Linked DNA regions of Mus musculus: all the other regions are linked to region 5. Evidence: chromatin contacts called from public Hi-C, HiChIP or PLAC-seq and promoter capture Hi-C data. All regions are on one chromosome and are shown on one strand. Each heading gives the region's core, a stretch centred on a gene start, on an enhancer-like site or on the middle of the called end of the contact. The rest is flanking DNA. Distances are from core to core; before and after follow the strand shown.

What was found. Promoter capture Hi-C pulls out the DNA fragments that hold promoters and counts their contacts. A called contact is a pair of places that touch in the nucleus more often than the background predicts. HiChIP or PLAC-seq counts read pairs in DNA pulled down with a chosen protein or histone mark. Capture Hi-C pulls out chosen DNA fragments and counts their contacts.
Region 1: a contact with region 5 is called in a promoter capture Hi-C map of pre-B cells, with 4 times the contacts expected there. The contact joins the enhancer-like site here to the promoter of Gtf3a in region 5. A contact is called at or near these places in 4 of 39 promoter capture datasets (the 3T3-L1 cell line, the C10 cell line, hematopoietic stem and progenitor cells and 1 more), 1 of 484 Hi-C or Micro-C datasets (B cells) and 1 of 115 datasets of contacts at active chromatin or transcription factors (the 230-238 cell line).
Region 2: a contact with region 5 is called in an HNF4G HiChIP or PLAC-seq map of pancreatic cancer cells. The contact joins the enhancer-like site here to the promoter of Gtf3a in region 5. A contact is called at or near these places in 15 of 39 promoter capture datasets (the 3T3-L1 cell line, the C10 cell line, HPC-7-derived erythroid cells and 12 more), 1 of 15 datasets of contacts at CTCF or cohesin (large pre-B cells), 22 of 484 Hi-C or Micro-C datasets (B cells, the C3H10T1/2 cell line, the HPC-7 cell line and 16 more), 27 of 115 datasets of contacts at active chromatin or transcription factors (the 230-238 cell line, the SCID.adh cell line, T-cell acute lymphoblastic leukemia and 21 more) and 3 of 9 other capture datasets (adipose tissue, liver and pancreatic islet).
Region 3: a contact with region 5 is called in a Hi-C map of B cells, with 32 read pairs. The contact joins the enhancer-like site here to the promoter of Gtf3a in region 5. A contact is called at or near these places in 15 of 39 promoter capture datasets (the 3T3-L1 cell line, 3T3-L1-derived adipocytes, the C10 cell line and 10 more), 2 of 15 datasets of contacts at CTCF or cohesin (embryonic stem cells and pro-B cells), 7 of 484 Hi-C or Micro-C datasets (B cells, the HPC-7 cell line, the N1E-115 cell line and 3 more), 17 of 115 datasets of contacts at active chromatin or transcription factors (the 230-238 cell line, acute myeloid leukemia, bone marrow-derived dendritic cells and 11 more) and 5 of 9 other capture datasets (adipose tissue, embryonic stem cells, liver and 2 more).
Region 4: a promoter capture Hi-C map of pancreatic islet shows a contact between it and region 5. The contact joins the promoter of Plut here to the promoter of Gtf3a in region 5. A contact is called at or near these places in 17 of 39 promoter capture datasets (3T3-L1-derived adipocytes, the C10 cell line, the HPC-7 cell line and 11 more), 3 of 484 Hi-C or Micro-C datasets (bone marrow-derived macrophages, embryonic stem cells and nephron progenitors), 16 of 115 datasets of contacts at active chromatin or transcription factors (T-cell acute lymphoblastic leukemia, acute myeloid leukemia, craniofacial prominence and 11 more) and 3 of 9 other capture datasets (adipose tissue, embryonic stem cells and pancreatic islet).

The regions. Positions count from the first base shown.
Region 1 is chr5:146,652,155-146,656,964 of GRCm38.p6, forward strand. No RefSeq gene overlaps it. Among named protein-coding and RNA genes, the nearest start is that of Gm34700, 46 kb to the right of the region's middle. Within about 2 kb of position 3,472, at least 80 of the 459 cell types and tissues checked have an H3K27ac peak or open chromatin away from gene starts, as enhancers often do. A contact at or near this core is called in the 230-238 cell line, B cells and pre-B cells, where this site is marked.
Region 2 is chr5:147,245,989-147,250,459 of GRCm38.p6, forward strand. The region is part of intron 1 of Plut (PDX1 associated lncRNA, upregulator of transcription); the gene reads right to left. Among named protein-coding and RNA genes, the nearest start is that of Gm38750, 9.6 kb to the left of the region's middle. Within about 2 kb of position 1,378, at least 7 of the 459 cell types and tissues checked have an H3K27ac peak or open chromatin away from gene starts, as enhancers often do. A contact at or near this core is called in pancreatic cancer cells, where this site is marked.
Region 3 is chr5:146,674,528-146,678,955 of GRCm38.p6, forward strand. No RefSeq gene overlaps it. Among named protein-coding and RNA genes, the nearest start is that of Gm34700, 24 kb to the right of the region's middle. Within about 2 kb of position 1,639, at least 117 of the 459 cell types and tissues checked have an H3K27ac peak or open chromatin away from gene starts, as enhancers often do. A contact at or near this core is called in B cells, the HPC-7 cell line, the N1E-115 cell line and 11 more, where this site is marked.
Region 4 is chr5:147,269,882-147,274,244 of GRCm38.p6, forward strand. Plut (PDX1 associated lncRNA, upregulator of transcription) reads right to left here and starts at 1,640. Exons shown (of 6, transcript NR_038157.1): 1 at 1,339-1,640. It overlaps Pdx1 (pancreatic and duodenal homeobox 1), which reads left to right and starts at 216. Exons shown (of 2, transcript NM_008814.4): 1 at 216-766. The coding sequence starts at 358.
Region 5 is chr5:146,947,340-146,951,652 of GRCm38.p6, forward strand. Gtf3a (general transcription factor III A) reads left to right here and starts at 1,318. Exons shown (of 9, transcript NM_025652.3): 1 at 1,318-1,636; 2 at 3,194-3,294; 3 at 3,848-3,944. The coding sequence starts at 1,442. It overlaps Mtif3 (mitochondrial translational initiation factor 3), which reads right to left. Exons shown (of 4, transcript NM_001256102.1): 4 at 4,234-4,313.

The sequences.
Region 1 (4,810 bases), core at 2,222-4,721, 290 kb before region 5:
GTTGGCGCTTACCTTCCTGGAGACCTCGTGGCCACCCTAGGGAACAGGTTCAGGTGGCTGCGGTCACTAGCCTCCAGGTCCCCACTGCTGGCTACGAACACAGAGCCTGGGCAATAGCTCCTGCTTTTATTGCAGAATAGTGGGGCCCTGGAGCCGCCTTCTGCCAACAGAAATGAAAGCCAGAAAGTTAGAAAAGAAAAGACCTGAGGAGTATCCCGTACATGAGATTGGATCAGCGCTCAATTGGTGAGTGCTTCTGAAGTTCTTCAGTGGCCATTAACACAAAGGTGCAAGCAAGCCTGTAATTATCTCTCCTCCATCCAGGCCCACCTTGCTCATTAAAAGAAAAATGAAAGAGTCTAAAGTTTAACAGCCACTCCTTCAGCCACATCCGCAGATTGACCACTCAAGGCATTTAATACATGCCAAGGTCTTTCCCCAGTGACCCAATGAGAAAGGAAGAAGGGGGCTGGAGAGATGGCTCAGCAGTTAAGAGCACTGACTGCTCTTCCAGAGGTTCTGAGTTCAAATCCCAGCCACCACATGGTGGCTCACAACCATCTGTAATGAGATCTGATGCCCTCTTCTGGTGTGTCTGAAGACAGCTACAGTGTATGTACATATAATAAATAAATAAATCTTGGAACCGGAGCCAGCAAGGCCGGAGAGAGAAGGAGAGAGAGAGGGAGAGAGATGGAGAGAGAGAGAGAGAGAGAGAGAGAGAGAGAGAGAGAGAGAGAGAGGGAGAGGGAGAGGGAGAGGGAGAGGGAGAGGGAGAGGGAGAGGGAGAGGGAGAGGGAGAGGGAGAGGGAGAGGGAGAGGGAGAGAAGGAGAGAAAGGAAGAAGGGCGGGCAGCTACCAGCCTCTGTGTGGCATGCTGGGAGGAGGGGAAAGGAACCACACTGTTTCCTATTGTGCCCTGATTGACACTTTATTTTCCAGTCCTCAAGACCGCTATATACCATCGGCACTTCTCCTTCGGCTCCTCCCTTGGAATCTGTGGAGGCAGAACAATTATGTAAATTCCTTCAAGACCCAGAGTCATCAAGAAAGGGCTCCTGGACTTCCCAATGACACATTCAGTGACACGTGTTTTCTGTCCCCACCTGAGGCAGCCCAAACATCTCACCAGATACGCCTCTGTACCTCTTAGTTCTGCTGAAATTGGGCCACGATGACAACCGCTGTGTTTCTAAAACCTGCCACCCAAGCTGGCTTTGCAGGGCAGACCTCGAAAGCCAGGGTGGTCCAAAAGTCTCCCAAGTAGCCAGGGAGCACAGAGGAAGAAGGACTTCACAGAACTCCGTTAGAGTCCAGAAACACCACAGAAGTCACAGGCTTTTTAGTGGCGGTTCTACTTTACCTTCCTGGCAGTGTATGAGCTTCTAGTATTCATCATACCAGCATCCTCACTGGGACGAGCTGGAGTCCCCTTGTAGTTTTGACTTGCATGTCTCTAGTGCTATGGATTTCTGTGGCTTTCCTCTCAAACGCCCGTGCAGAGGGAAAATGCGGTTACCCTGTGGTACTGAGGCACTGAATGGAGATACTGGGTAAGCTGAGGCTTAATGAGAAGTTAGGGAAGAAGATCTTGTCTCAAGGTTGCATTCCAGGGAGAAGCCGCTCCTGGTCCTTCAGACCTAAGAGAAGAGGCTCCTGGCCAAAGCAGCCTGGGGAGGACCCTGAGCGGGGCGCAGTTCATCCTGTGGCCCTGCTGCCAGACAGCGCTGCTCTCGGGCTCCGAGCCACCTTGTCATGCTGTGTGAGACTCTGCTATTTTAAAAACGCTTATTTTCTGTGCCCTTTTCGTCTGACAGGTGAAGAATTGCCAAAATGTTGGCTCTAAATAACTCTCATTAGTCATTATCTGTGATGAAAGACCTTATTTACTACCTGGGAGCTCCTTCGAAGCCGTTCCAAGGCAATCTTTTTAACGCCGGGAGGGTCTCTCTCAGTCCTGGTTTGTACCCATAGAGACAGAATGCGGGCGGAGAGCTCTGTGCTCAGCTGCAGGCTAAGTATTAGAGGCTTGTGCGATTGAGGATCTGAGCTGGCGCATGCGAACTGGCTTTTAGAATGGTCTGAGCTCTTCTGCTGCTATCTTTAACATCTCCAACATGGTCAGCAGATATGGGCATGGTCTCATGCACTACCGGGGACTATTTTGCTTAGTAGGCTAAGTTTATTAAATGGCAGGAAACATATCCACCAGCCACAGACATAGTCAACGTTTTACATTTGAGAGGTTTCCCCTTGTGGCTAAGATGCCACAATGTGACCCAATAAGTATATAAAGACTTCAAGAGTCCACAGGACCAGAATGGAGAGATATACATATACACATATACACATACACATACACATACACATACACATACACATACACATACACATACACATACACATACATATACATATACATATGCCCTCAGGGACCACTGTGACCACTCAGATAGAGCCCTGACATAATTTCTTAGGAGCAGTCATCTAAACTCTAGACCTCACTTCCCTTTTTTTTAATTATTTATGTTATGTATATGAGTACACTGTAGCTGTTTTCAGACACACCAGAAGGGAGGGCATCAGATTCCACTACAGATGGTTGTGAGCCACCATGTGGTTGCTGGGAATTGAACTCAGGACCTCTGGAAGAGCAGTCAGTGCTCTTAACCGCTGAGCCATCTCTCCAGCCCACTAGACCCCACTTCTAAAGACGGTTCTTCAGTTTACTCTTCTCAGCACCCAAGTCTCTCTCCAGCCTGGGATTCACTCATACACTAATTATATTCGATATTTTCCCTTTGCTGTGACCAAATGTCTGGCAAAAGACAACTCAGGGGTTCATTGTTGGAGGGGATGCTATCCACCAGGCAGAGAAGGCACAGCAGCACGCAGCTCTGTGGTAGCAGGACAGCTCCTCACATCCCCAAAGTTCAGAAGGCAGAGGGATAAATCCTCAAGGGATACACCCAGGGACCCACTTTCTGAAGTGAGACTCCACCTTCTAAAACTCCCACCACACCAGATAATAGTGCTATTGGGAGACCAGTGCTACCAACTGGGGACCAAGTATCCAAACAGATGAGCCTCTAGGGGCATCTCATATTCAAACCACAGCACCAATGGATAAGGTTGACACTGGCTTTCATTAACCCAGAGTCCAGGGGCCCGTGTACAGCACTTCAGACAGCACCGTGAACCTCCAGCTGCCTCAGCACAAGGTGCACAGCAGGGAATGGCCTTTATAGCTGCGGAGAAGGTTCTAGACAAGAGGAAATGGGTCACAGAACCCAAATCTGGGGATGCGCCAACCCAACCTCCTTCTCTCCCACCCGATCTTGGGTCTCCAAGAACCACTTTCAACCTACCACCTTGCCAGGCTTCCCAGGAAGACATGATTCAGAGCTGCACAAATGGCCCCTGTGGTTTTCAGCTTCAGAAACAGGGCAGGAAGGAAGTGGGGGGTGTGGGGGAAGCAAGCAGCTTCCTCTTCCAGATCTCTGTTTAGTCTCTTCTTCCCCACTGGCCTGAGACACTGAAATAGCACGCTACTGCTTAAGAACCCTGTGTGCCAGCTATCACAGTGCTTGAGAAGGAGGGAGAAACCGTAGTACACGGAACGGTATTGCTAGCAGCCCAGCAAACAGTAGAGAGGGGAGAGAGGAGGCTGAGCCATGAGATTCCTGGAAATCTACACCAGGTTGAGGAGCAAGGGTCCCAGCAGAGCCTCTGTAGTACTGGAAACACATCCACAGGAGGATGGGTTGTTGTGGATTCTGTGTATTGCTTATATTATGTTAACTGGGTTCCCAAATTACACGGGAATTCACACGTCTGCATGTAAGATGCCATGGATCCCTGGCCCTAGTTGGCTCTAGTTGGTAGATAAAGTTGCCGGTGGCCAATGGCTGGGCAGGGAGACAGAGGCGGGACTTTAGATTTTCCAGGCAAGGGAACCCAGGGAAGAAGAGGGGATATTTACAAGCGCCACAGGGAAGCAGGAGGATCAGGCTTGGGAGCTGCAGGAGAGAAAGCACACAGTCATGGAAGAGCCAGGGAAGAGCAGACCCAGGGGACCCTCTCCCGTTTGGGGTAGCAAAGATGGGATATAGTTCTTTAGTAAGTAGTAACTCAGGAGTTTCAGAGGGAAGGCATCAGCAATGTGGAAGTTTGGGAGGGGCCCAGCAGCATTGAGCTTTTTAGGGCATTGTGGCGGTTTGTATACACGTGTCCCAGGGAGTAAGGAAGTGTGACTTTGCTAGAGTAGATGTGTCACTGTGGGTGTGGGCTTTAAGACCCTCACCCTATTTGCCTGGAAGTCAGTATTCAGCTAGCAGCCTTCAGATGAAGATGTTGAACTCTCAGCTCCTCCTGCACCATACCTGCCTGGATGCTGCCATGTTCCTGCCTTGATGATAATGGACTGAACCTCCGAACCTGTAAGCCAGCCCCAATTAAATGTTGTCATTATAAGAGTTGCCTTGTCACAGCAGTAAAACCCTAACTAAGACAGGCATATTAAAAATAAGGCTGTGTGTGTGTGTGTGTGTGTGTGTGTGTGTGTGTGTGCGTGTGTGTGTTTCATTCAAGAATCTACAATATTGAGGTGGTACCGAGAAGCACACACGCAGCCCCCAGCAGGGAGTTAGAGCAGATTAACTATTACTGCTACAGTGAGTAACAGAAAAAAAGCAATCCTGCAAAGCATACCTGGACAAAAAGCACCATATCCGCCCTTTCGAGTGACAACGGCCCCCAAGACACTGGGTTTACCCTGGTTTGTTTTTCTGTTGCTGTGATAGAATATTGA
Region 2 (4,471 bases), core at 128-2,627, 300 kb after region 5:
GAGGACCCAGGTTCAATTCCCAGTACCCACATGGCGGCTCACACCTGCCTGTAATGCTAGTTCCAGCACATGTGACACTCTCACACGGACATCCATGCATGCAAGACACCAAGGCACATAAAATAAAAATAAATTATTAAAAAAAAAGAAATACAAAATTTGATATGCTATTTCTCATTGGCCTGAGGATAGTCAACACATATAAATGAAATTTTCCCCAACAGTTGATTGGTGAGACAAATTCATACACCTTTGAGATGTCTAGGGGGTTTATGTTTTGATATTGAGGCCAGTTTGTTTAACTTTCTAACCTGTCTACCTGTGTGGGTTCTGGATTCCCAGGGCTCATGGGGCCACCAGGGCCAGGGTGACAGATAAACATTGCATGTGATTCCCAGGTGCTCCTCTGGAGCCAGGCATCAGGTAACCATGGCAATGCCTGTCTGCTCCATAGACAGAAAGTTAGCTCTTGGCAGGATGATCTATACAGCTCGCGTTCTTCTCCACCTCCTACCTGAAGACTTGACTCAACTGGAGTCTAGAAAGCGCTAGGTGAACTGTTTGTGTAATACCAGAGAACGAGAGGAGGTGGCTCTATGTTTTGCTTCTGAGTTGAAAGAAAATTTTCCTTACAGTGCAGTGGCGGCACACACCTTTAATCCCAGCACTTGGGAGGCAGAGGCAGGCGGATTTCTGAGTTCGAGGCCAGCCATGTCTACAGAATGAGTTCCAGGGCAGTCAGGGCTATACAGAGAAACCCTGTCTCAAAAAACCAAACAAACAAAAACAAAAAAACAAAAACCAACCCAACAAACAAAAACAAGACAACAAATATTTTCCAGCCCTTCAGAAGTCTCTGGACTTTTCCCCTTCCTCCTCCTCCTCTTCTTCCTCCTCCTCTTCAACCTCTCCTTCTTTTTCCTCTTCTTTTCCTCAAATCCAGAGTATAATTTATCCAGTTATGTAGAGCCAATGATTTTGGTTTTAAAACTGGATCTTGCTATGAAGCCCACACTGGCGTCAAACCTGTGGTCCTTCTGCCTCAGCCCCCTAAGGTCTGATATTGCACCACCACACTGGGTGTCAGCAATTCTTTCCATAGTCATAACTTGAAATCTGTCCTTGAGAAATAGCTGTCACCAAAACACCATAAAACCATATCAAAGTCTAGATACCTAAATATGGAAAATCCTTAGCTTTGTAGGTAAGAAAACTATGTGACTTTCAAAACATTAAAGTCTGAGTAGTTAATTTAGAAATATTTGCATATACAGGAAAAAGTGTTTAGATTTGACCTTAGTGCAAAGAAGACATCATAGCTACCTAGATGACTAAATTCCCTAGGTGTTCCTGGAAAGTCCAAAGCCTGTGTAATTAATGAATTAGTCATCTGCTATGTACACAGGGATTAAGTGTTACATGAACTAGTTTCTAAATAGCTCCCAGGAAGAGAGAATTCTTGATATCTAAGAAATCACACTTGGGAATGAATACCCAAGATACAATTCACAGACCACAAGAAGAAGGAAGACCACAGTGTGGATACTTCAGTCCTTAGAAGGGGGATCAAAATATCCATGGGAGGAGACACAGAGACAAAGTGTGGAGCAGAAACTAAGGAAAGGCCATCCAGTAACTGTCCCACCTGGGGATCCATCCCATATACAGCCACCAAACCCAGACACTATTGTGGATGCCAACAAATGCTTGCTGACAGGAGCCTGATATAGCCCTCTCCTGAGGGACTCTGCCAGTACCTGACAAATACAGAAGTGGATGCTCACAGTCATCCATTGGCCGGAGCACAGGGTCCCCAATGAAGGAGCTAGAGAAAGTACCCAAGGAGCTGAAGGGGTTTGCAGCCCCATAGGAGAAACAACAATATGAACTAACCAGTACCCCTAGAGCTCCCAGGGACTAAATCACCAACCAAAGAGTACACAAGGAAGAACTCATGGCTCCAGCTGCATATATAGTAGAGGATGGCCTTATGGGACATCAATGAGAGGAGAGGCCCTTGGTCTTGTGAAGGCTCAATGTCCCAGTGTAGGGGAATCCCAGGACAGGGGAGTGGGTGGGCCAATGAGCAGGGAGCAGGTGGAGGGGGGACGGAATAGGGGGGTTTTCAGAGGGGAAATGAGGAAAGGGGATAAAATTTGAAATGTAAATAAAATAACTAATAAAAAAAGAAAAGAAGAGAAGAGAAAAAGACAAGACAAGACAAGACACTTGGGCTTGGTAGCCAGAGAGCAATGCCAGTCAATATTTAGGAGCAAGCTTAGACATTAAGACCCATCTATGAAAACATGATGAATTTTGCTTTTTAGTTCTGAAGTTTTGTCTAGTGAAGGACTGAAAAAACTTAGAGAGGAGAATGAGAAACCCTTGGGAAGCTACAAAATAATCCTTTTTAACATTGTGGAATTATTTCTATCTCAATTTCTCCACTGACATTTCTTAAATCTATGTTTGTTTGATTTGGGTTGGGTTTTTGTTGTTGTTGTTTTGTTGTTTTGGTTTCTTTGTTTGCTTCTTTGAGACAGGGTCTCACTATGTAGCCCTGGCTGTCTTGGAATTCACTCTGTAGTTCCAGGGTGGCCTTGAACTCGCAGAGATCCACCATCTCTGCTGGGATCAAAGGTGTGTGCCACCACACCCAACTGTAAATCTAAAGTTTTAACCTCACCCCTTTCTCACATGTTCACCTGACATTATTCCTCATGTTACTAAAAACGCTCTCGGGGGCTGAGAGATGAGTGCTCTTCTAATGAACTCAGGTTTGCTTCCCAGGAGCCACAAGGGCAGCTCAGAGCCATTTAACACCCAGATCCAAGAGATCTTAGGCCTTCTTCCTGCTTCCACACACATCAGGCATACCACGTGGTACATAGATAAATGCAGGCAGTGTTCACATGCATGAAATAAATAACTTCTTAACGAAAATCTTTCTGAACAAAATTTTAGAATAAGAATAAAAATGCTGATTTGAAAGCTACTGGTTAAACCGGGCGTGGTGGTGCACGCCTTTAATCCCAGCACTCCGGAGGCAGAGGCAGGGAGATTTCTGAGTTCAAGGCCGGCCTGGTCTACAAAGTGAGTTCCAGGACAGCCAGGGCTACACAGAGAAACCCTGTCTCGAAAAACCCAAAAAATAAAATTAAATTAAAAAAAAAAATGAAAGCAACCTGTTGTCAAGTTGGTCCACAGACAAGTTGTACCAAGTTATGAAAGAAACAAGTACTTTTACATGACTTCAATAATACTAGATCCTAAAATTCCTTTAAACATTTGTCAAGGCAATATCCAGAGAGTCCAGCTACTGCCAGCCAGGTGCTTTCTCGCAATGTACTCAATAAACTTTTTTTTTTTTTAAGAAAATTAAGTTTAAGAACTAAGGAGCTGGCTCAATGGTTCTAAGAGAAGATCTGCATTTAATTCCCAGCACCCACACCTGTTCCTCCAACTCTGGGTGAATTTAGCATCTTCTTTTGGCTTCTGAAGGAAAATGTACTCCTGTGCACATAACCACACACAGACACACAATTAAAAGCAAATCTTTTTAAAAATAGAGTTAATGATTTCCATTATGCTGAGTGACAATTTATGTTATCACTTTTATTCATTTTTCTATTCAATCTTTTTTTTTTTAAGATTTATTTATTGTATGTAAAGTACACTGTAGCTGTCTTCAGACACTCCAGAAGAGGGTGTCAGATCTCGTTACAGATGGTTGTGAGCCACCATGTGGTTGCTGGGATTTGAACTCCGGACTTTCGGAAGAGCAGTCGGGTACTCTTACCAACTGAGCCATCTCACCAGCCCTTTTCTATTCAATCTTAAAGTTAAGTCTTTGGTTATCATGTTTGCCTCGGTGGTTTTATGCATTTGCAAAAACTCTTTGGATTTTAGGGGCTTCGGTTATGTGCTTGTCTTATGCCCCGAGATTCTTTTGAGGAATTCAACATATTAGAACTATTAATTGAGAATTTTCTTTAGTAACAAGCTATAGAAATGCTACCTGAAAACGGAATGTTTAGATGAGCATTTTTCAAATAAATTTTAGTTTATTTTATGTGTATAGATGTTATCTTAGGGTTATACTACTGTGAACAGACACCATGACCAAGGCAACTCGTACAAGGACATCATTTATTTACGTCTGGCTTACAGGTTCAGAGGTTCAGTCCATTATCATCAAGGTGGGAGCATGGCAGCACCCAGGCAGGCATGGTGCAAGAAGAGCTGAGAGTTCTACATCTTCATCTGAAGGCAAACAGGAGAAGACTGGCTTCCAGCAGCTAGGATGAGGGTCTTAGAGCCCACACCCATAGTGATACACCTACTCCAACAAGGCTGTATGGTTTCTACTATGTTTTCCCTAGTTTTAGATTCTGTCTTCACTTGTTTAACAGAAGTGTAAATGGATCAAATTATGATTTTAAAAATCTCTCATCTACATGGAACAAGAACT
Region 3 (4,428 bases), core at 389-2,888, 270 kb before region 5:
CCATACATATGTTCGGGCAAAACAGTCATACATTTAAATTAATTCAAACACCCTCCTCCTGGTGCCCATAATGCATGGTTTACTGACAGCAAACACGAGCCATCACCAAAGACCAGCATGGTGTGGGCCAGAAAGCCCCTCTCTACAGCCCTGCCCGAATTGTCAAGCCCCCCCTTACCCAGATGGCACCAAAACTGAGTTCCGGACGGCGCCAGCCCCGAGTTGAACAACTACCAAGCACTTGAACCAGGACCTTATATGGCGAAAAGCCAGCTCATTCCTGACACATCCAGGGTTCCCCACCTGACTTCTCTGTCCTCGGCGTTGCCCAAGAGCTGCTCCTATATACCTGAGCTTGTTTGCTGGCAATTAGGTCTGATCTGGTCACTTCCCAATGCATCCCCGCCCACACACACTCCCCCAACCTTTTTGGGAGGGGAGAAGGCGACGTGGGGGGATGATGAGAGAGGAAAGGAAGGAAAATTCTGGTTAATAGAAACCTCTTAAAAGTAAGGACAGGGTGAGATGCACACCACGTTTGGATTCTTGGTCCCTGTGGTTGCAGGTGGGGTTGCCATTACCCTCCCACCAGCGCCCTGAGTCTCCCGCCACAACTCCCGTCTGAGCAGGAGTCTCCGAGAGTCAAAGGGAACAGGAACTGTGTGTGTCCTGGACTCTGACAAACTGAGGACATGGTCTGACTGTGGCCTCAAGCAGGAGAGGGCACCCACCCCCACCCTCCACCCCAACCCCCACCCCCACCCCCATCCCCGTTTGAATACAACCCTGACCTTTTCTTCACCTGCCCTTGCAGGATTGGATAGTTAACAAAGCTGCAGTGTTCCATCCCGCCACAGGATGGCAGTATTGTCGCGGGTAACACACGGCCTTAGTCCCACGAAACAGCTTCCGCATTACTGAACCTCAGGAAACACACAGGCTGATAACTTATTATAAAATAACCATGAAGCTGCAAGTTAAAATAAAAATAACTATGATCACATAAAATAAACAACCTTTATTTATTAAACCTCCTTACTAAATATTTGGTGTGCAGGAAAAAAAAAATTCTTTCCAGGGTGAAATTGAAGATTGCATTCTGATGTCTCTAAGCTGTGTTTCAAGGGCCTTTCCCTTGAAGTGGAAGTGCTGCCAGGAGCCATGGCGAGAGGCGGACAGAATAGCATAGCGCTGGGGACAGAGGCCTGAGCTCCACCTACAATTGGACCGTGGCTCCAGAGGCTCTCTCTTGTGTCTGATTTCTGAATCCAAGAATGGCGGTGGGTCCCACTTCACGAGCTGTGAGGAGCCACAGAGCAAACGCCCATCAGGTAGTCAGTGGTGCATAATATGTGCTCAAAAGCAATTAACTTCAGCCATTCTCAACTTGCTGGGACCTCTTGGGGGAATCTTTAAAGTCATCTAGTTCCTTTGCAGTTGGAGGAAGCTCTTACCCATAATTCTCTTTCTACAGTTTCAACCTGCCTGTGGTTGGGTTGAAAACTAAATGGAAAAAAAAAAATCCAGAAATGAGCATTTCACAAGTTCTAAACAGTGCCTCATTCCAAGAAGTGGCACAGTGGCCTTTGTCATTCCGCTCCTCCCAGCCCGGGGTTGGTCATGCTTTTGTGTAGTGTATCCACACGGTACATGCTACCTGTTTTCTAGTTACCTAGGAGCTAACTCAGTTATCCGATTGACTGTCCTTGTACAGAGCATCTCTATCTTGGATAGTGTCCAAGAACCCTGCCGTTTCAGAAATCCTTGGGAGAGTGGGGCTGGGGGGGGGGGGAGCTGGAGAGGGTGGTCCTGGAAGGTATTCCTTGCAAGTAGGTCTCTGGTTCACCTGTGTTCATCATCAAGTCATTCAGAGTAGCCATGTGTCCCCCAGCATGAGGAGACCGCGGCCTCGGCACCCAATGGAATAGTACTCAGACTGAAAAGGAATAAAACCTGGCACATGTGACGGAGTGGCTAAAGCCAGGGGACACTTGGCTACTCTGAATGACTTGATGAAATAAGCCAGACCCGAGAAGAGAATTCCTGTATGATGTTACATACATGAGGTCAGACTTAGAAAGGAAGACTGGGGTGTTGGCTGCCAGGAGCTGGCCGCGGTGGGTGGAGGAAGTTAATGTTTAATGAAATCTGCTCCAGTTTCGGTTCTGCATGATGAAAAGCCGTGGAGGCAGATGGTGGGGGTTGCGCAAGGACTAGAAGGGACTCAATGCCGCCGAACCGCATGCATGATGACGGCCAACGTGGTCCTGTTTTATGGTATCTCAGTTAAAGCAGTATTTTATTATGTTAGAAAGAAGTGGTTTCCTTTCATGGGTCCACATGGTTGAGATCCTGTGGCTCTGGGTAAGACATAGAGTAAAATTTAAATTTAAATAGTGGCTCTTAAAAGGGACCCTCTCATCCCACAGAGTCTGACTCAAACTCAGCAGTGACCTCCTGAGGGTGATTGCAGCAGCTTGACATTCCCAGAGTCCTCTCTAATAGCAGTGACCTTCTACAACCCTGTCACCTACTGCCCTCAGGGGCTGAATGGGTTCAGGCCCCCACTCCACCCCACCCACCCCACCCCACCCCCATTCCTAAGCCCCAGAACCATCCACTGATTTCACCCTTCCCCCAGATTCTTTGTCCTCCTTGGGCCCCCAAAGAAGCTAAGAGGGCTTTGGGGGACTGCATTATACCCTAGAGGGATTTTAACCTTCCTTGGAAAGAATTCAGAGCTGGCAACAGACTCCTGACCCAGAACGCCCCCTTTGCCAGGAGTCGAGTTGACAGCCCAGCTGGCATGCAAATACGGACAGAACGGATGGGGACGCAAGTCCTTCAGTAGCAGAGTGAGAAGTCCATGCGAGACCAGCATTGCATGTCTCATACATGTGATTGCACAGCGGACCGGCATCTACATTCTGTTGTTGTTGGTGGTGGTGGTGGTGTTTTTAAGGATTTATTTAATTTTTTTTATGTATCAGTACACTGTTGCTCTCTACAGAGATGTCACAAGAGGGCATCGGATCCCATTACAGATGGTTGTGAGCCACCATGTGGTTGCTGGGAATTGAACTCAGGACCTCTAGGAGAGCAGTCAGTGCTCTTAACTGCTGAGCCATCTCTCCAGCCAGACATCTACATTCTTAAAACACGCATGGGCAGTAGAGCAAACAACCAAAGAGGAGGTGTTTACAGACTCAGTTGGAACTACTCAAATGAAGGAACTGGTGAGATTGCACAGTGGTTAGAGCGCCAGCTGCAATTCCAAAGGACCCGGGTTCGAGTCCTGGCACCCACACAGCAGCTCACAACTGTCTACAACTCTAGTTCCAGGGGATCTGACGGCCTCGTCTGGTCTCCTCAGATACCAGGCACACAAATAGCTCAGAGACATACATATAGGTTAAACACCCATACATATAAAAGAAATTAACTGATAAACTGCTCACTCTATAGAAACATCCCAGACAGAAGTACAGCCAGGGGCAGGGGGACACCAAGGCAAATGCTCCTTGCCTGTCTAGGGCATATCCAGGCTTCTGCTCAAACAAAGCACAGGGAAGAATGGCCCACACACCTTCTGCTTACAACACCATTAGTTAATTAAATCATAGCTTTACTGTGCCTGCCTGCAATTAGCTCTACAGCTAATCTAGACGTTTCCAGCTTCCTGGGGTCTGCTGGTCTTTTTTTTTTTTTTTTTTTTTTTTTTTTTGTGCTTGGCTCGCAAATGTCAGGCTGAAGCTATGGTGACAGATAAAGAGAGACCTAGCGGTCCTTTCTCGATTACAGCTTTTCCCCTTTGATATCTTTATGCTGTGCTATAAAAGGCCTATTATACTTAATTTAAAGAGTGAGGCCTGCTGACACCTCTTTCAATTGTTAATCTTTAGGAAGCAATGGGCGGAATATTATTTGAAAGGAATAAAGCGCTTGCTTTATTGGAGAGTTTAGAGAGTAGTAAAGATCTAATAGCCGGCACAACAATCCGTTGTTTGCACTTCGTGAGAGTTGGATTTATTAGCATAAGCCACTTAAGGCATGTTACAGTCAGCCTCAGCCCCAGCCCCAGGCTTTCCCTTGGGCTGCTGGAGCACGGGGAGGTGTGGAGAGAAGCCGGTCTAGTCCATGACCACACTATCTGCAAGCATGTCGCCCAGAGCCTACACAACGTGTCCATATATTTACATGATGTCACACCCTAAACCAGTGGACAGTGGCTGTCTGTCATATGTCCTATACACCAAGCCATGGTCTGCCTCATCTGTCTCTTGCAAGGTCCAGGAGGACCAGACCCGGGACTTAATTAAACCCGAGAGCCAGAAAACCTCTTGGCTCTTATTGAGAGAAGACGGGGACCTTCAGTTTCTGCTCATCAAGTGAGGTTTCAGAGCCTGCCAGTGGCCTCTGACCTTGGGG
Region 4 (4,363 bases), core at 390-2,889, 320 kb after region 5:
TAAAGGTTCTGGTATTTTTGTGCGCCCCGTTTTGGAGAGCTCCACAGCAGCAAGCAGGGATCAGGCGACTGAGAGAGAAAATTGAAACAAGTGCAGGTGTTCGCGGGCACCTAAGCCTCCTTCTTAAGGCAGTCCTCCAGGCCAATGATGGCTCCAGGGTAAACCACGTGGGGTGCCCCAGAGCCTATGGCACGGCGGCCGGCTTGTCCCCAGCCAGCCTCTGGTTCCCCAGGAGAGCAGTGGAGAACTGTCAAAGCGATCTGGGGTGGCGTAGAGAGTCCGCGAGCCACCCAGCGCCTAAGGCCTGGCTTGTAGCTCCGACCCGGGGCTGCTGGCCCCCAAGTGCCGGCTGCCACCATGAACAGTGAGGAGCAGTACTACGCGGCCACACAGCTCTACAAGGACCCGTGCGCATTCCAGAGGGGCCCGGTGCCAGAGTTCAGCGCTAACCCCCCTGCGTGCCTGTACATGGGCCGCCAGCCCCCACCTCCGCCGCCACCCCAGTTTACAAGCTCGCTGGGATCACTGGAGCAGGGAAGTCCTCCGGACATCTCCCCATACGAAGTGCCCCCGCTCGCCTCCGACGACCCGGCTGGCGCTCACCTCCACCACCACCTTCCAGCTCAGCTCGGGCTCGCCCATCCACCTCCCGGACCTTTCCCGAATGGAACCGAGCCTGGGGGCCTGGAAGAGCCCAACCGCGTCCAGCTCCCTTTCCCGTGGATGAAATCCACCAAAGCTCACGCGTGGAAAGGCCAGTGGGCAGGTAAGCCTGGCTCTTTCTCCCTTTCTCTTTCCCTAGTCTGGACTTGGCTGCTACTGCCTTCAAGAACTCCCCCGGGCCTTTTCTCACAAGTTCCTCTGAAACCCGCAAGGATAATGCAGGCTTAGAATAAAGTCTATGCAAGCCAGTAAGTCCACTCATGTTGGCAGCTTGTTCTCCATTCAACACTCTTCCCTCCTTGCGCTTGTCCTGAGCCTTTCTTACCCTGGGAGCCAACTCCCACGCTGGAGAAAGAAGAGGCCTAGCCAGGCTCAGAACTCCCGAACTCTCTGGATCTTTCTGCAGAGAGGAACCTGGACTCCCGGACCCCAAGGGCCCCAAGCAAGTTATGCAAGATGTCTCTGATGATGGAGTCCCTTGGAAACCCTAGGCCCCTTCACTTCCCGGCTCTATCCTAGTGGCCTTATTAGAGAAACGGGGCCTCCTAGGGGCAGTAGGAGTAGGAGAAACACAGGAAGAAGGGAAAGGAAAATTGCGTCCATCCAGGTAGGCCCTGGAGTAGGATGAGGGGTGGGGGTGAACAGGGAGAGGCTGTACCAACGCGAGGTGCTCACCGGGAGGGTTGAAAGGCAGGTGGTTCACTCTCTCGGAGTCTGGCAGTTGGCAGAGGTCTCTGGGGTGCCAATTCTTTTTGAACCAACCCAACGTGTTTGAAGGGTCCTCTCTGGAGCCGCGTCCCAGGAAGCAAATATGCAGAAGAAGGGGCCTCCTCCCTGCTGTCCGGCTCAAAGAAGCAAGACACCCTGGCTTTCCTTAGCCCTAGGCGCCTGCTTTGTGATAAAGTCCTTCCTTCCAGCAGAGGCGAAGCGGAGCAAGCCCTAGGTCCCTTCCCGCCGGATGCTGGCAGCCAATTCGTGTGGGGGCCTGTGCCCGCCGCTCCACAATGTTATCTCTTCCGGTCTACAGCCACTTCTGGTCACACCTGGACTGCAAATAGCTGCTCTTTCTTTTGCTTTCCGACTGACTGTCGGGAGCAGGAGCGAAGGGTTAAGACGCTGGAGTTGCCATCCCCTGAGAATTCTCAACGTTGTCCTCCGGTCCTAAGGCGCCTGGTCTGACACTATCCCAGGAGCAGCCAAGCAAAGCTCCGAGAGAGTATGGGGGTAACGAGGTTCACCAAGGATTCAAGGGTGGAAAAAGAAGGGGGAAGGCTCCTTTAGCTAGTTCATTTTCTCACCGAGGAAAAAAACAAAAAAAAAAAAAAAAAAACAAAACAAAAAAAAAAAACAAAACAAAACAAAAAACCCTGACTTAAAACAGGCCCAAACTCTTGCTGGGGAGATCCTCCACCTCTGAGCAATTCCAAGCAGCTGGAGCAGGTAGGCCGCAGCAGAGGCCTCTCAAGGCCAAGACCAAAGGGCGCTGAGACCTGGCCATTGGGCTGCCCAAAGACAGACCCTCCACCTAAAGGGGGTTCCTTGCCAAGGAACCACGAAGCAGAGCCCCGGAGATTGATTCTTTCTGGCTATCCACTCCTGCTCTGGGCTAGGGTAGGAACAAGCCAGGGAGTTAAATCTGAGCAGAGGAAGCAGAAAGCCTTTCCTATGTTTGGTGAACACTTTGGAGACCCCTCCTGACTGTGAGATCTGGGTACCAGGATCCTTTGCGGATCCTTTCTGACCATCAGCAAGCAGGACTCGAGGCAGACTACCCCTCTCTTCTCCCTGTAGAAACCTGCAAAGAGCTCCAGCCGGCCCCACTTCAGAAGGACTGCAAGGTTTAGCGAACCCACCTGCGTGTGCTTCGTCGGTTCACAACCCCTGGAAAGGGCTTAATGGCTGAAGGGCTTATAGTAGGACTATGAATGCTAATGGCAATAACCGCTTATAAATAATTGGACTTAAAAGAACTTCATAATCCCTACTGGTGAGTTCTACTGAGCCCCAGAAAAGTCAGATCGAGCACTCTGAACATCTCACCAGCAGATTCTAACTTTAATTCCCACCCGTGGCTTCCTCTAGCTGAGCACAGGTTCCCTATAGTCTTTCATTAGGGCTTGGCAAAGTAGGCAGCTGAGGGCAGTAGTTGGAAGAATCTGCCAGTTGTTGGCATTTAAGATGTCTCTTTAAGGTTAGGTATCTTTCCTTTCCTACACCAGGAAAGGCCTGTGTGGTTTGGGGACACAGGTTTGTGTTCCTGAGGACACAAACTGCTTTCCAAAGAGTGGTCTGGGGACTTCACTTCAGCTTCTAGTGCCTCCCCAGTACCTGGGGGAAGACCCGGGGAGCAGATTCCATCCTGAAGATTAATCCCTTGCCCTCAACACACTCATTCACCTTTCAGCTCTTTGGAAACTGTCTCTCACCCCTGTCCTGAATCAAGTCGGCCTCAGTCTCTTCCACTGGGCTTTGCTGGAGAGCCTTCCATCCTGCATCCACACACAGTCCAGTGCAGTAGACGCTCTACCGAGCTGGGAAGAAAGGACCCAGACCTGGGAAACACTGGTTGGCTTCGCTGATTTCCCGGTGACTTGGGTCTGTTGCTTGCTTTAGATGCGGGTTTGCAGCAAGCACGGGCAAGCCCTTTGGTGAGCCATCCGTCCCTTCTCAGAGTGGCTCTGGTTCAGGATAGATCTGGCCTCAGCAACATTTGTGGTCTTTTCCTGCTAAGCACGACCTTTCCCAAAACAGAATTTCTTCTTCTCAGAGGCAGAGGGCTAATTGAAATCACAGTAACAATTAACACTCAGTTAGAGTTCATTATAACTTTATTAAAAATAATATACAAGCCCAGGAAGATGACTATTTGAAACAAACAAACAAATGTACCAAAACGAAAAAAAAAAAAAACCAACACGTTCCCTTTCAAGCTTTAGGGCTTTAATTCAATCCACAGAACCTAAAATAAAAGGAGAGAACCAAATCCCTAAAGGTGTTCCCCACCTCCCTGTGCTCACTGCCGTGTTCTGACAAGCATATTCTACACACAACAATAATAAAGACGTAAAGCATAAAGATGATATAACAAATAAATAAAAGCTATAACAAAATATGTCCATAACTTAAAGAGAGCACCATAGCCTTTCAAACTGTAGTCTGCATCTATTAGTGAGTTGTTACATTCACTTAAAATTATTTTTGAGACTCATTTACGTTGCTGTTGCTGACCTGGAGCTAGCTAGGCAACCAAGCTCGCCTCCGGGGCTGCCTCCCCCTGCTTCTGCCTCCAGAGAACCAGAATTAAAGACCTCGCCACCAGTAAAATAAGTTAACATGTTGAGCTTAGCATTGTTTTAATGAAACAGGGAATAAAGAGGAAATTAGCATTAATTGTGGTAAAAGCTTATTCTAGAAATGTTTCTTGGATATATATATACCTATGAGGATGAGATAGTAATCAGACTGAACTGAACTGGGTCAACATCAGAACGTTTGTTTAAAATTTTGCATTTAAGGCATATCCTTAAGTAGAAAGGAGTTGATCATTTTTTTATTATGTGCATTTTAACATCAATTAAATGAACTAATTTTGAAACCACTGGTTGCCAGTTCCAAGTGTGATATTGAGATGAGAACCGGCATGGCTATGGCCTGAGAAAAGGGCTCCATTGCTTAGGGAAGACTCTGGTGGAACCGCAGT
Region 5 (4,313 bases), core at 68-2,567:
GCCCCCCTCCCCCAAACACACTCCCCATTCCCGAAACTGGTATGTTAGGGTCTGGAAAGAACCTGAATCCTGGCTGGGTCCCATATTGTCTAACCAGGGTTATCAAGCAGGAGGAGAAAAAGAAGATGAAGAAGTCCAGGCTGCTTGACTGAGACCAAAATCCTTGGAAAACAATGGTCACAGGGGTGGGATCTCAGAATCTTCTAGAAGCTCATCTTCAGGGAAAAGGAGAGACAGAAGACTGGAGCTGAAAGAAGAGTGTCCGCTGATGGGGTAGAGCAGACAAGAGAGTGAGAAAGGGGAAGAGGGACTGGAAGGAAGGAAGAGCCGGCCAGCAATCTGCACATGCGCATGGGGCATGACTACAAGGAGCAGAGGGGGCCGTGAGCATGAGATCCCAACAGGGCCGCACAGAGAATGACCTGTCAACAGTGTTGAGACCGCCCTCCATTCAATCCTTTTTCTTGTAGATTAGTTTGACTGGAATAAAGTACATTTTAACCTTCTTCAGTAAAGATATTCATTAAAAAAAAAAAAAAAAAAAAAAAAAAGCTGGGTGTGGTGGCGCACGCCTTTAATCCCAGCACTCGGGAGGCAGAGGCAGGCGGATTTCTGAGTTCGAGGCCAGCCTGGTCTACAAAGTGAAGTCCAGGTCAGCCAGGGCTATACAGAGAAACCCTGTCTCGAAAAACCAAAACCAAACAAACAAACAAACAAACAAACAAGCTTTAAGATTTCCCATGGTTGTCGTCATCCAACTAGCAGAAAGATCGGTTCTGCCCTTCATTGATGCACTACACTTTGCCAGGGAGGATTCGAATAGGGTATTTTCCAGTCTCTGCCATTACGGAGATTAAATCAAGATAAGGGAAAGAGGAAATCCCACAACTGAAAACAGCGTCAAACACTAGAGGACTCAGTGATACAAAAGGAAAGTTGACAAAACACCAGCACAATTGCTGTCAGAAATTAAGGTTTAATTGGTCCTGGTTAAGTTCTGGGCTTCGGAATTTTGAAAAAAAATTCCACGTGACTCGAAGGAGCAGACAAGCTTGGGATTCACCATGTCCTGAGGCTAGTGGCAGGATGCAGAGGGCAAAACTGGAATGTGAAAAACAGGCCACCTTAAGTCATGTCAGGTTGATATTTGGGACGTTTAAGCAGCGCTTCCGTTTCCCTAAGCCGCGAAACCAGAGCCCAGAGCCTGGCTGCCTCTCGCCGTGGACGAGTCCTGGATGCGCATGTGCAACCGGGCTCTACGGCCTCTGGGAGCATGCGCAGTCGTGGCGCGCGTGGGGGGGGGGCTAAGGGGCGGGGCCTGGAGCCTTAGCGGGCCGCGTTCCCGGAAGTTCAAAGTCTCCGGGCGCCAGTGGCTTGCGTCCCGCGTTCCCGGGGACGGCACGTGGCTGCCCCGCGTCAGCCCGGGCCCGATCGTGTCGCCCTGGAGCCGCGGGTGTCAGTCGCGGAAGCGGTGTCGTCGCTGACCATCGCGGATGCGTTCGTCGGGGCCTGTGAGGGCCCCGCGCCGCCGCGCCCCGCGCTGCCCAGCAGGTTCATCTGCTCCTTTCCCGACTGCAGCGCCAGTTACAACAAAGCCTGGAAGCTAGACGCGCACCTATGCAAACACACGGGGGAGGTAACCTGGCCGCCCGTGTGCACGGCAGGGCCTGGCGCAGGGGCTGCGTCCTGGGCTTGGCTGGGGCAGGGCAGGGCAGGGCAGGGCAGGGCAGGGCAGGGCAGGGCAGGGCAGGCGCTCTGCAAAGACCGAATTCTAGGATGTCAGGATTTCCTGCAAGCAACAAGTGTGCACCCTTTTAATTGCAGGCGGGCTTTGGTCGGGTACTAAGGCTGTGGGTAAAGGTGGTCAGGAAAAGCCTTCCTGCTTGGCCCTTTACCCTGGTTCTTATATTTGGTTGTACCCTGGTCTATCTCTTGACAGACTTACCAACCCACTGTTGTCCCTCATAACATACTTTGTAACTTTATCCCTGTTTCTCTTTGACCATTCTGTTCCCACATTTTGGCCTTTCTTTGTCCCTGTGTCCGAGGCAGAGCTTGCTTTCTAGTGGACACTTAAAAGTTGTGGTTCATCACCATCATCATTATTATCATTGTTTTTTTGAGACGGGGTTTCTCTGTGTAACTCACTCTGAACTCACTCTGTAGACCTGACTGGCCTCGAACTCAAAGATCCACTTGCCTCTGCCTCCAGAGTGCTAGTATTAAAGGTGTGCACCACCACACGTGGCTTTGAAGTTGTGTTTATTGTTCCAAACTCGACAATAATTTGATTAGTACGGGTCCTGCCCTGGGACTGGATCTGAACAAGGTTCTTTGACGCCGTGCTGAGCAGTGTGGCTCACTTGTGTCTTCCTGTCCACTGGCTGTGATTGAAGGCTTGATGCCACCTTTCCTGTATTTCAGATTATTTCCATAGTTGGGAAACACAGAACTGGATGTTAGGATATGATATAGCTTTACTGTGGATTCATGACAGCATCCCCTTCCCCACCTCCAGGGTCCCACTTGGAGATTGTGTTTGGGGCTGGGAGCTGTTTCCTTCGGTTGCCTTTGCACCTGTGAGCTTTTTCAGCTGTTGTGACACATTTAACTGTCTCTGTGCCTGCTATCTCTTAGTATGGACACAGGTCACCTGCGATGAGATGCAACCTTTCCTCTGCCTCTTTGCTGTAAAATGATGCTGTAGCAGAGATCTGGGCAGACAGGCTATCTGGGTTCAAAGCCACCTTGAAAAGGGGTTTGCTGGGGAAGCCTGCACCCCATAGGAGCAGGCTAACCTGCCTATCAGATGCTGGACATCCATAGAACAATAGCCTGTGTGCCACGGTGACTTGTGGGACGATGGGGTGTTTTTGATGTGGAACTTGGTTCTACAGTGCCTGTGTTTGGCAGGCACCTTTCTGAATGGACACGTCTCTGGAGGGAAATCTGAGGTGTTGCCTGCCACAAGTCAGACTTTTAACAGCACAGAGCTGAGGAGATGGCTCAGTGAGAGGGGTACTTGCAGCCCGACCTAGGGACCTCACAGGGTAGAAGGAAAGAAGTCACTCTGGGAAGATGTCCTCTGACCTCCACGTGTATGCCGTGGTGCAAACATGCCCCCCTTCCCCAACAGAAATCATTTTTTTTTTAATGTAAAAACTTTCTTTTCTCCCCCCTTCCTTTCTGCTAGAGGCCATTTGTTTGCGACTATGAGGGCTGTGGCAAGGCCTTCATCAGAGACTACCATCTGAGCCGGCATGTCCTGATTCACACCGGGGAAAAGCCGTTTGTGTGAGTAGGGGGTTGGCCAGGCCAGGCCAGGCCACTGGAGTAGGTTATGGTTGGCACGTAGGCCTGGCAGGGTGACTGGTGATTTTTAGGATGAAGAATAGAGGGCTGGCAGGTGAAATGGCTTAGCGGGTAAAAGTGCTTGCCACCACACTTGACAACCTGAGTCTGACCCTCAGAAATGTTGTCTGTGGCTCAGACTGGCTTCCTTTCCTGTCACACGTGGGCGAGCAGGTGACTTTATGACAGTGGTAGCTTTGTGCTCAGATGATATACAGTCCATGTCCCTTGACTGTGTCACGGAATGGCCTCTGCTGCTTTCTTTTTTATCTTCCCCTGTATGCTTGGTACTTGTGGAGACCAGAAGAGGGCATCTGAGTCCCTGGAATTAGAGTTAAAGATGGTGACAGGGCACCATGAAGGTGCCAGGAACTCAGCCTGGGTCCTTTCCAAGAGCAGCCAGTGCTGTTAACCATTGAACCATCTCTCCAGCCCCCTAAAGTGTCTCCCGCTGTGGTGTTATGTTTTGGTTCATACAATCTCTAATCTCTTGTAGTTGTGCAGATGATGGCTGTAATCAGAAATTCAACACAAAATCAAACTTGAAGAAACACATTGAACGCAAACATGGAAACCCACAAAAACAGTATGTGGTGAGTATGGCTTTAGGTGTTTCAACCTTCCGTTTTTACATTTGCTACCAAGGTTGAGTTTTTGTGAACCAGGTTTTCTCTCGATGGATATGTAAAGTCCAGCATGGGCTATCCCCATTTTTCAGGTTGTCATTTTGCAAACTGACTTAGGGCGCATTCACGTGACCGGTTGGTGACCGACCCGGCACAAGCGCTTTTGCTTTCCTGAATGTCGCTGCTCTTTATGCTTCTTAAGATGAAGGATTTTCATGGAGACCAAGTGGGTGAAAGTTTATATTCCCCGAGACACTCAGATCCAGAGAGACTTTATTGTTTAGTTAAAAAAGGTTTTATGTGCAAGCGTTTTGCCTGCATATGTATCTATATACC